2 separate regions of the Mus musculus genome follow, and region 1 is linked to region 2. Evidence: chromatin contacts called from public Hi-C data. All regions are on one chromosome and are shown on one strand. The core of a region is the stretch at or near the end of the contact, and the rest is flanking DNA. Distances in the headings are between cores, read along the strand shown. Region 1 overlaps Rad17 (RAD17 checkpoint clamp loader component). Region 2 overlaps Naip2 (NLR family, apoptosis inhibitory protein 2).

The links. Hi-C and Micro-C count contacts between places; a contact is called where the count stands out from the background.
Region 1: a contact with region 2 is called in a Hi-C map of bone marrow-derived macrophages, with 2.3 times the contacts expected there. The contact joins two enhancer-like sites. A contact is called at or near these places in 4 of 39 promoter capture datasets (cranial neural crest, hippocampal neurons, maxillary cranial neural crest and 1 more), 7 of 484 Hi-C or Micro-C datasets (bone marrow-derived macrophages, cortical neurons, nephron progenitors and 2 more) and 3 of 9 other capture datasets (adipose tissue, liver and pancreatic islet).

The regions. Positions count from the first base shown.
Region 1 is chr13:100,640,665-100,645,513 of GRCm38.p6, forward strand. It overlaps Rad17 (RAD17 checkpoint clamp loader component), which reads right to left. Exons shown (of 17, transcript NM_001044371.2): 3 at 4,327-4,581; 4 at 2,856-2,939. Among named protein-coding and RNA genes, the nearest start is that of Rad17, 8.0 kb to the right of the region's middle. Within about 2 kb of position 2,072, at least 45 of the 459 cell types and tissues checked have an H3K27ac peak or open chromatin away from gene starts, as enhancers often do. A contact at or near this core is called in bone marrow-derived macrophages, where this site is marked.
Region 2 is chr13:100,150,819-100,155,856 of GRCm38.p6, forward strand. It overlaps Naip2 (NLR family, apoptosis inhibitory protein 2), which reads right to left. Exons shown (of 16, transcript NM_001126182.2): 12 at 4,037-4,204; 13 at 1,676-1,828; 14 at 1,252-1,338. It also overlaps the pseudogene Gm18413. Among named protein-coding and RNA genes, the nearest start is that of Smn1, 28 kb to the left of the region's middle. Within about 2 kb of position 2,058, at least 47 of the 459 cell types and tissues checked have an H3K27ac peak or open chromatin away from gene starts, as enhancers often do. A contact at or near this core is called in bone marrow-derived macrophages, where this site is marked.

The sequences.
Region 1 (4,849 bases), core at 822-3,321, 490 kb after region 2:
CATGTTGTGGTGACCCCCCCCCCCCAACACCACAAAATTATTTTGCTGTTACTTCATAACTGTAATTTTGCTACCGTTACGAACTATAATGTAAATATCTGTTTTCCGATGGTCTCAGGGGATCCCTGTGAGAGGGTCATGCCCCACGGGTTGGACCATTGTAATAGATGGAACACAGAGGAAAGAGTCCAGGAAGAAATTTCAGGGTCCTCTAATTAGACACCCCAAGTCTGGAGGATTAACTACGATCACCCAGAAAGGTGTGCAAGGCAAACCAGAAGCTCTCCAGATGACAACTGTCTTAGGGTTTTTACTGCTGTGATAAAACACCATTAACACATAATTTAGGGAGAAATGGTTTACTTTCACTTACAATACTCAAGCCACACTGCGATACTGAGAGAACTCAGGGCAGGAACCCGGGAGGCAGGGGCTAATGCAGAGGCCATGGAGGAGTGCTGCTTACTGGTTTCTCCTCTTGGCTTGCTGAGATTAAAGGCGTGCGCCACCACACCCGGCCATTTACTTTCTAATACATAATATAAAGCATCCATCAAGGCACAGACTCATAAAGAAGTGTTCTATCTGAACTAATCAAGCCTACACCTGGCTACTCAGGAGACCCAAGTGAGAATGTTTACGCCCAGGAGTTTGAGTCTAGCCTGGGTAATAGAGTGAGATCATCTCTCAAAGAGGAAAAGAAAAGTTTTGGAAAATACAAATACAGGACACACTGTCAGAGAAAACAAGCCACCATACACAAATCCAAGTATGAGGCTCTTGCTGTCAACAGGCCTGTTTTCTTCAACTAAGTCAATGTCTTTTTTATTTATTTATTTATTTATTTATTTATTTATTTATTTTTTGTATGAGTACATTGTAGCTCTCTTCAAACACACCAGAAGAGGACATCAGATTCCATTACAGATGGTTATGAGCCACCATGTGGTTGCTGGGAATTGAACTCAGGACCTCTAGGAAGAGCAGTCAGTGCTCTTAACCTCTGAGCCATCTCCAGCCCATAAGCCAATGTCTTATACTAAGAGAAAAACTAAAAGACACAGACTGTTACAAGATTAAGAAAAGGAAATGAAGACTAAGAGACACAGCAATCAAACGTAATGCCTGATTCTTGTTTAGGTTCTAGCTGAAACATACCAGCCGCAGAAAGCATTTTGAGGACAGGTAACACTGTACACTGTAATTTTTTAAAAGGAGAATATGGTGTATATATAATAAATTAGGAATAAAAGTTTAAAGTGAGGCCCAGAGCACTCAAAAAAATAAATTAAAAAAAAAAAAAAGGTTACAATCTCAAGTCTGGCTGAAATATCAGAGTTTCTGTTGTTTTGAGACAGGGTTTCAACTATGTTAGTCATGGCTGGCCTTGAACTCAAGAGATTCCCCTTGACTGTGACTCCTGAGTTATTAAAGGAGTGCACTAACACACCTGGCTGAAATGTCAGGATTCTGTTTTACTTCAGGGATGTTATAGCAAGTATCAATACTTTCTCTTCTTTTCTTTTTTTCTTTTCTTTTTTTTTTTTTTTTTTTTTTTTCTTTTTTGGAGACAGGGTTTCTCCGTGTAGCCTTGATTGGCCTGGAACTTGCTCTGTAGACCAGGCTAGCCTTGAACTCATAGGGATCCCCTTGACTCTGCCTCATGACTGCTGAGATTAAAGATGTGTGCCACCACACCACCCAGAGTCAGTTTTAATTTAATATAAAGGACTTACAAAAAAAGGAGGGCTATATTGTGAAGATATGAATGGTTCTTTTTTCCTGTGTGTTTAAAGATTCTAAAGAGGGGAGGCTGGAGATGGCTCAGTGGTTAAGAGTGCTGTCTGCTCTTGCAGAGGTCACGAGTTCAATTCTCAGCAACCACATGGTGGCTCACAACAACCTGTAATTGGATCAGATGCCCTCTTCTGGTGTGTGTCAGGATGTTCATACAACATTAAATAAATCTTTAAAAAAAAAAAAAAGTTTCTAAAGAGGAAGAGAAAATAGTCTACCTTTAAAGGAGGGGCTAAGAGTAACTGTGGAGTAAGGAAGTGAAACAAAACATCAAGTTAACATTAATGAGGACTGTTTCCAGATATAGCTGGTTTTTTTTTTAAACCACTACTATGTAAACGGACTGCTTGCTTTACTGTGAAATAATGAGATATGCTAAAAACACTAGCACTCCATTGGCTTACTATATGCCTTAGGCTAAAGTTAGGACGTAAGGGGGAAAAGGGGACAAATAAGGGGGGAAACTTCAAGTCTTGGAGTGTTTTAAAACAAAGCAAACAACTACACTCATTTACTTACTCACTGTGAGGGAGCATGAGTGTGTCACAAGGTGATGTCAAGGACAGCTGTAGGAACTGATTCTGCCCTCTAATATGTGGTACCCAAGGAGTGAACGCAAGTTGTCCAACTCTCTGAACTGTCTCCTAGCCCCTCCAGGAGGCTTTAGAGAGGTTGGAAATAACAGAGCAGGAAGCTTTTGTTGAAGGTAATATGAAGATATATAAATAAAGTCATCATAAAAGATTAGCTTCCTGCCAGGCATGGTGGCTCATGTTTATAATCCCACAACTTAGATGAGGCAGAAGGAGCATCGTAAATTCAAAACCACCCTAGGGTGTACACAATCAGTTCCAGGGAAGCCTGGGCTATATAATGAGCATATCTTTAACCCCCATAGTCTGAAGACAGAAGCAGGCAGATCTCTTGATAGTTTGAGGCTATCCTGGACAGCCAGGGCTACAAAGTGATACTTTGTCTCAAAAAAGAAGAAAAATATGATTAACATCTTTTAAGTCAGAGAACAAATGATGCTAAATATTTTAAATGCATTTACTTACCTGTTTTGGCTTCACTTCTAAGACTTGAGCTTTTAACCAGGTTTCGACCTCTTCAATTTTCTTTTTATGAACAGCAAGTTCATGCTAAGATAAAAAATTGAGGTTAAAAATGTTTCAAAACATTTTTAGCCTATCAGCAGCTTTTAATATGAACATTTTAGTGAACAAAAAAAAAAGTTGCAAAACAGGTTGAAGAGATAGTTCAACAGTTAAACGCACTTACTGGTCTTCCAGAGGACCTGGCTGATTCCCTGTAACTACATGGTGATTCACAGCCAACTTTAACTCTAATTCCAGGGGATCTGATACTCTCTACCTCTGTGGGAACCAGCACACAAATGGTGTACATACATACATGCAGGCAAAATACTCACACACAAAAGAATAAATCTAAAAATGTTTGCAAAACAGTACTGTGCTATGTTATAATACAGCTTTTTGATTATACTTAAATTTTTACTTATTTATTTATATTTTATACCTTACTATGTTTTATGCTTATTAATTTGTTTTGAGGGGGCTGCCAACAACTTGTAGAAGTCTGTTCTCTCCTTCCACCATGTACCTGCCTGTACCCTTCTCAGCTACCTCATCAGCTCAAGTTTCTTATATTATTCTTCATTTTATATGAATGGGTGTTTTGCCCATATTTGTATGTCAATGTAATATGCCTGGTACACTCAGAGGGCATCAGATCCTCTGCAACTGTAGTTACAGATGGTGCTAAGCAATCCTGTGGGTGCTTAGAATGGCACCTGGGTCCTCTGGAAAAGCAGCCAGTGTTCTTAACTGCTGAGGCATCTCCCCAGCCCCTTAATTTTTATACTCTTATGGAAAAACCCTATTCTCATGCTGATGCACTGCTTATCTTGAAACTTCTAAACAACCCAGCGATAGATTTGGGGAGAAACGGAGAAGGTACCTACCACAATTGTAACCTCTAGTCTACGGCGAAATTACAGACAGAAGAGATGGGGCAACTACAGAGTAACTCGGTAGCTGCACAGCCTTTAAACATACAAAAAGTACAAAATGGTGTTTTCTTCTCTACTACATTTTTACTTATTTATTTTGTGGCTGGGTCTCTCTATATAGCCATGGCTCACCTGAAACTTGCTATGTAGACAATGCTGGCACTAAACTCACTCAGCCTGCTGAGTGATGGGATTAAATGTGTGGGTTACCCACCAAGATAAAAAGCTTCTTAAAAATAAAAATCTGGGCTAGGCAGTGGTGGCGCACACCTTTAGTCCCAACACTTGGGAGGCAGAGGCAGGTGGATTTCTAAGTTCAAGGCCAGCCTGGTCTACAGAGTGAGTTCCAGGACAGCCACGGCTATACAGAGAAACCCTGTCTCGAAAAAGAAAAAACAAAAAAAAATTTTTAAAAAATCTGAAAAAGTCTTCTTTATTATCCATGCTCATGCATCCTAACAATGTGCAGACATGTTTGTATGGTACCCAGCACATACCTGAGTTTCTGGTTTATATTTATCCACCCACGGCTCATTGTCGGACAGACGCTCTCTTGAAGTTTCTAGACCATGAGTCTGTTCTAAAGAGAGCCTTCCTCTTTTTCTAGCCGACAATCTGTTACTTTCTAATGTGGAGGGCAAATATTTTCTTCTGTGACTGGAGTTACTGAAAGTTAAAGATGACGCAGTGATGGTGGTGATGGCGGTGTTGGCCTCAAAGTCATCAAAGGCTGGAGCTACCCAGTCTGTCACCTGAGAAGAAATGAGACCACAATTACTACAGTTTTCACATCTAGTCACTCTGCAACTCAACTACTTTACAGCATGACTGCAATGCTTCAAGTTCTGCAAATTACCTAGGATTTCTGAAACAGGGCCACGCTCAAGCTGACCTGGCAGGCACTATGTCCTGAGGACTGCCTTAAGTTGCACCCGCTCCTATCTCAGCCTCCCGAGAACTAGCCTTATAGGCACGATGTTACCTCACTCAGCACTTTGATTCCTGCTTTCTTTTTGAGAC
Region 2 (5,038 bases), core at 808-3,307:
CTCCCAGTCCTTTTTCCTGACAAATTTATTTACAATTTTGGCAGACCTCTATGAAGAAAATCCTCAACTTCACTTTGTGACAGTATATATGCAGTCATTTTTTTTAAAAAGAAAAAAATCATTCACTTCATTAAGGATTCATTCCAAGCTAGGGCACAGGAGGCCAAAGAATTGCTTCCTTATGTCTGAGACAGATCAGCCTTCTGCTTCAGTATTTGTAATTTTCTTTTCCAGCAGCAGGGAAACTTGACTTTCTTATAGTCAGGATGCATTTTTACATAGTGAACCTGAGTCACGTGTCAGTGGCCTTCTTAGGAGCTGATGTTGTCTTTGGTGCTTTACCATCATCTCCAAAGCCATAGCAAAGCCACCCAGTTGTTGTCTCCACAGAAAGGAAGAAAAAGGAGGGGGACCCAGCCTCTCCCATGTACACAAAAGTCTGGGAACTACTGTGAAGACAGCTCTGTACCCAATACCTCCACTATCTCCTTTTCCCCTGCTAGTGTCTCCCATATACAAAATCATTGTGTTCAATACTGTCTATAAGATTATTTTTCTTAAAATAAATAGAAGTCTTTATATGTATTCTGAAACCTTTGAAACAAAAGGATATACCATTTTTAGAGTGGAAGCCCAACAACAAAGCTACACAGTGCGACCATGACCAGTTTCTATGCTAAGATGTCAGCAAGTATGAGAATACTACATTTAATGATGTAAGGATGTGTGGGACCAATGGCTTCTGGAGGTGAGACTGAGCATCAATATGATGTTCCAAAGCCCAGCATGGCTGGTGCATAACCCTTGCTGGGCATCAGCACATTTCACCAACCACAGGTTCAAGTTTTAACAATTCTGTGTGTACTAAACATGTACAGGCATTTCTTCCTCATTATTCTCAGAAGAACACAATGTAACACATTTAAAAACAAAAACAAAACAAAACATGGAATTGGGCATTGTAGGCAAAGGAGAGATGATTTAAAGTGTATACGGGATGTGTGGGGTCAGCGGCAAACTTTACTGCAACATTTTATATCATAAAGGATCCTCTACTGTTTATAGCAGCAGCACGTCCTGGACCCAACTGTCATAACTTGCTTTGTTGTAGGTTCCCAGGAGGAGGAGAGGGGAAGGGAGGAGGAAAGGAATAGAAAGAAGAGAAGGAGGAGGAGGGGAAGGAGGAGGGGGAGGTGGGGAGGGGAGGGAGAGGGGGAGAAGAAGATCAGAAATACTGTTTTATAAGCTTACCAAACTTTTCTGATGTTTCTTTATCTGGGAATTGTTGGTCTCTAAGATTCAATATCTTCAGAAAAACAAAATTTGGCAAAATGTTGACTAGGAAAGGGAAAATAAAATTGAGTTAGGTCAGATACATTCCTATGACACAGAGAACTTAAAAAATGGTGAAACATGCTATAGTATTCAGACTGAATCACTATGACTAAGTAGAAGACACAACTCTGCAAATGAAATATTTAAACTGTTGTTTATGTTTAAACTGTAGTTTATGTTTAAACTGTCATTTATTAACTGTAGTTCATTCACTCTTATGAGAGCCTCGCTGAGAATCAGGTTTTCTCACAGATCCCATGACATCAGTGACACTTAGTTCTCAAGTATTTAATGACTCTGTGGACAGGAGCATCTGAGGTCAAGGCTGTACAGTTCTTACCAAAGGTCATGGCTTCAAAGCATCGTCCAGAAAACTCAATCTCTCTGAGTTTCTTGCAGGAAGCAAGCACAGTCATGAGAGGCTCACAATTCGAAAGGAAATTACACTTCAGATGGAAAACATGGAGATTTGGAGAGTTCTGAATCAACTTAACTGGAAAAGATGAAAGATGTTCAGAAATTAGATAAGACCACAAATTCCTGTCAAAGTTGAACCCCCAGTCCATGAGTTGCAGCCACACTCATTAAACAGGCAGTGATTCAGTATCTAGATTTCAGACTACCCTGGGTTTCTACACTGCAACTGGCTAGTGAGCAGACGACTGGGGAGAAGTTCCTGATACTCTCTGAATCAGGTTTCTGTTCCTGTATTTCACCTTCAGTGTCAGCATTGCAACATGCCTGTGTTTGCACACTTCACTTATGCAATAAGAACTCTCTACAGAGTAACATCAAATGGAGAACAATTCTGAAACACAACTTAAAATGTTTTTAAATTAAGTTATCTATTTGCTGAGTGTGTGTGTGTGTGTGTGTGTGTGTGTGTGTGTGTGTGTGTGCAAGAGCACAAAAGCACCATAATATATATGTGGCTATCAGAGGACAGCTTTGGGGGAAATCTGTTTATCTCTTTTATCTTCTTGCCTTGTGATCCCACAGATCCAACCTAAGTTATTAGCCTTGGCAGCAAGCATCCATGAGCAATCTTCTTGGTCAGAAAATTTTTGATTGGTTGGTTAGTTTTTGTTTCTGTAGGCCATGAAAGTGTGGAAATCACATAGTTAGGCTGGTTTAAAGTTGTGACAGACAGTCCTTCTCAGGTATCCACCATGGCCCATGCTAGAGACTTTTGGTATGCAAATATGCCATGTCAGTCCCCAGTTTGTATTTCTTCAGTGTTCAGTGTTTTAAAAATTAGAATCTGATGGTATTTTAATCATTTTGCTAAATGACATGACCTAGAAAGATGGCTACACAGCTGTCTGGCAGCAGGAGGCTGGGATGGAGAGAAATGGAGAAAAGGTCAAGGCTGCTCCCAGTCAGATTCCTTCTCCCTGAGCGATCAGATCTTTACGTGGGACTAAAACAGCAGCACAAGAAGAGAACTCCTCACACTGCTGTGGAGAGGAAGGGATAGGAGTGGACAGCTCAAGTTGTAGAGTCAGATCTTCTGTTTGAAGATACACTTTCATTGCCTGATAACCTGAGCAGTCGATGACCTCAGTTCCCCCAGTAGACAGTCAACAATCATCATTATGCCTTCTCTCACACAGTGGGTATGAGGAGTGAACTAGTATCTGTGAAGTGCTCAGAACAGTTCCTGACACGTTAGAGACTCGGGTTAGAAATAAATCTCTGCCAGTCCTGTCCTCAGGCTCCATACTGTACTCGTGTGCCAGGGGCACAGTTGGGGAGTGCAGGCATCAGTGTTTCTTTCCCTGTAGCTGCAGGATAAGAACTTCAACATAATGTGGAGGGAGGCCCTGAGATCCTTCAGGAGTCATGTACACATTCGAGTCTATGAAGGAGCCAAAGTAACATTCCAGCTTTTTCTGGATCCTCCAGAACTCATCCTTAAATCTCTGTGGTTGGTGAAACTGAATCGTTGCCCTCTTCTGATCAAATTCTTTTCTCAGCTGAAAAAAAAACCCTGTGCTTTCCATCCTTACATAAACCTTCGTCTTCCCACGGATGCACCAGCAGACATTCAAGCTTCTTTCATAGGATAGCCCTTGGTTGCAGAAACTCTTTAGATCTGAGAGGCTGAACAGAGACTGGTAATATGGGGCCAGTGAAGGATCATCCCTCTGAATGAGAAGGGGCTTTTGTTCCCAGAATTCCTTGAAAAAAAAAACTCTCCACTTTGATGAGTGAGATTAAACTTTCAAGGAAACTACTGGGGCTGTCAAAGTTTAATGCAGAAATCGTATCAGGCAGCTCCTCCTTCACCTGCTTGTGAGGAACAGAATCTTCTTCGTTCTCATCCCCTGTGGGCTTCACTTTCTCTGGCATTGTTCACAAGTAGGGAGGAAATGCTGTTTCATGTTGTCTGAAAGTTGACTTGGCTACAGCATGGAGGGGTGGGACAGCGTTATACCTGGTTTTGCTTATTTGTAGTTGTTTAAAATGGGAGTAACACTTAATTGTCTGTCACTGAGTTAGAAAAAGAAAAGAAAAAAAGAAAGAAATCTCTGCCTTCCTGATGATTAAGAGCACTGGTCCCACCCTTTCCCATGGACACAGTTCATGCTGTCAGGCCCAGGGAAGTTTTGATTAATGATGATTTAATGGTTCTAACAATTACTAGCCAACTAGCTTTTCCAGCTGAGATGTGAACTGGAGATCAAGCACCATCCCTTACCTAGTTTGGAGAGGTCAGACTCCGTGGAGGTTCTGATGGATAACTTCTCCATGTGATGGAGGTTTGGGAACTCTCCAGGAAGGACTGAGAGCACATCCGGCTTGCTATCTAGTCTCACACACAGTTCTTTCAGGCCCAGGAACTTGTGCAAGTTATGGAAGAGCTGATCTGGAAGGCAGCACAGAGTTCCCATCACTCAAGAGCCCCAAGTGCAAGTTCTCAAGGTGCTGTGATCTTCAGCCATATTCATACTTCCAAGATGAAACTCCTCAGACATCCTAACGTCTGATTAGGAAGCACATGCATGAAGTTACTGCCAGCTGCAGCATCTGCTGATCATGGGCAAACTCTAGGGCAAGCCCTGTGCTGGACTCTAGACTCACAAAAATAACTGACATCTCCATAACCAACAGTGTGGGAACATCTAGTTTTGCACATACAAAAGCATGCACAGCTAGACTCCTGCCTCCAACTCATAAAAGGCAAAAATTGGGTTAATGACACATGTACAAGATAAAACTATAAAACTCTTACAAGAAAAAGGTAATGTTTAGAATCATGGACTTTAAAATGTATCTTTAGATGTGTTATAAGAAGCAGTAGCAATATATATATATATATATATATATATATATATATATATATGTGTGTGTGTGTGTATGTATATATATCAGACCTCATCAAAATTAACAATCATTCATGTATCCACATAAAGAGGTAAAATGACAACATACAGAATGCGAGGAAAAGGCTTTCAAACAATGTGTCTGATAAAGGTTTTGATGGGTTTAATTTTTTTTCAAGCTGTTGATGGGCTTTGCACATGGTAGGCAAATGCTTTCCCAGTAAGATATCTCACCTATAGCTGAAGGGTTTAATGCCCACAATATGCAAAGAACTCCTACAGCAGAACAATTTTGTCTTGTTTGAGAAAGGGTCTCACTCGATTTCCCAGGTTGGTTGAGAACTCATTGTGTAGAGTTGGCCTCAGACTCATGGCAA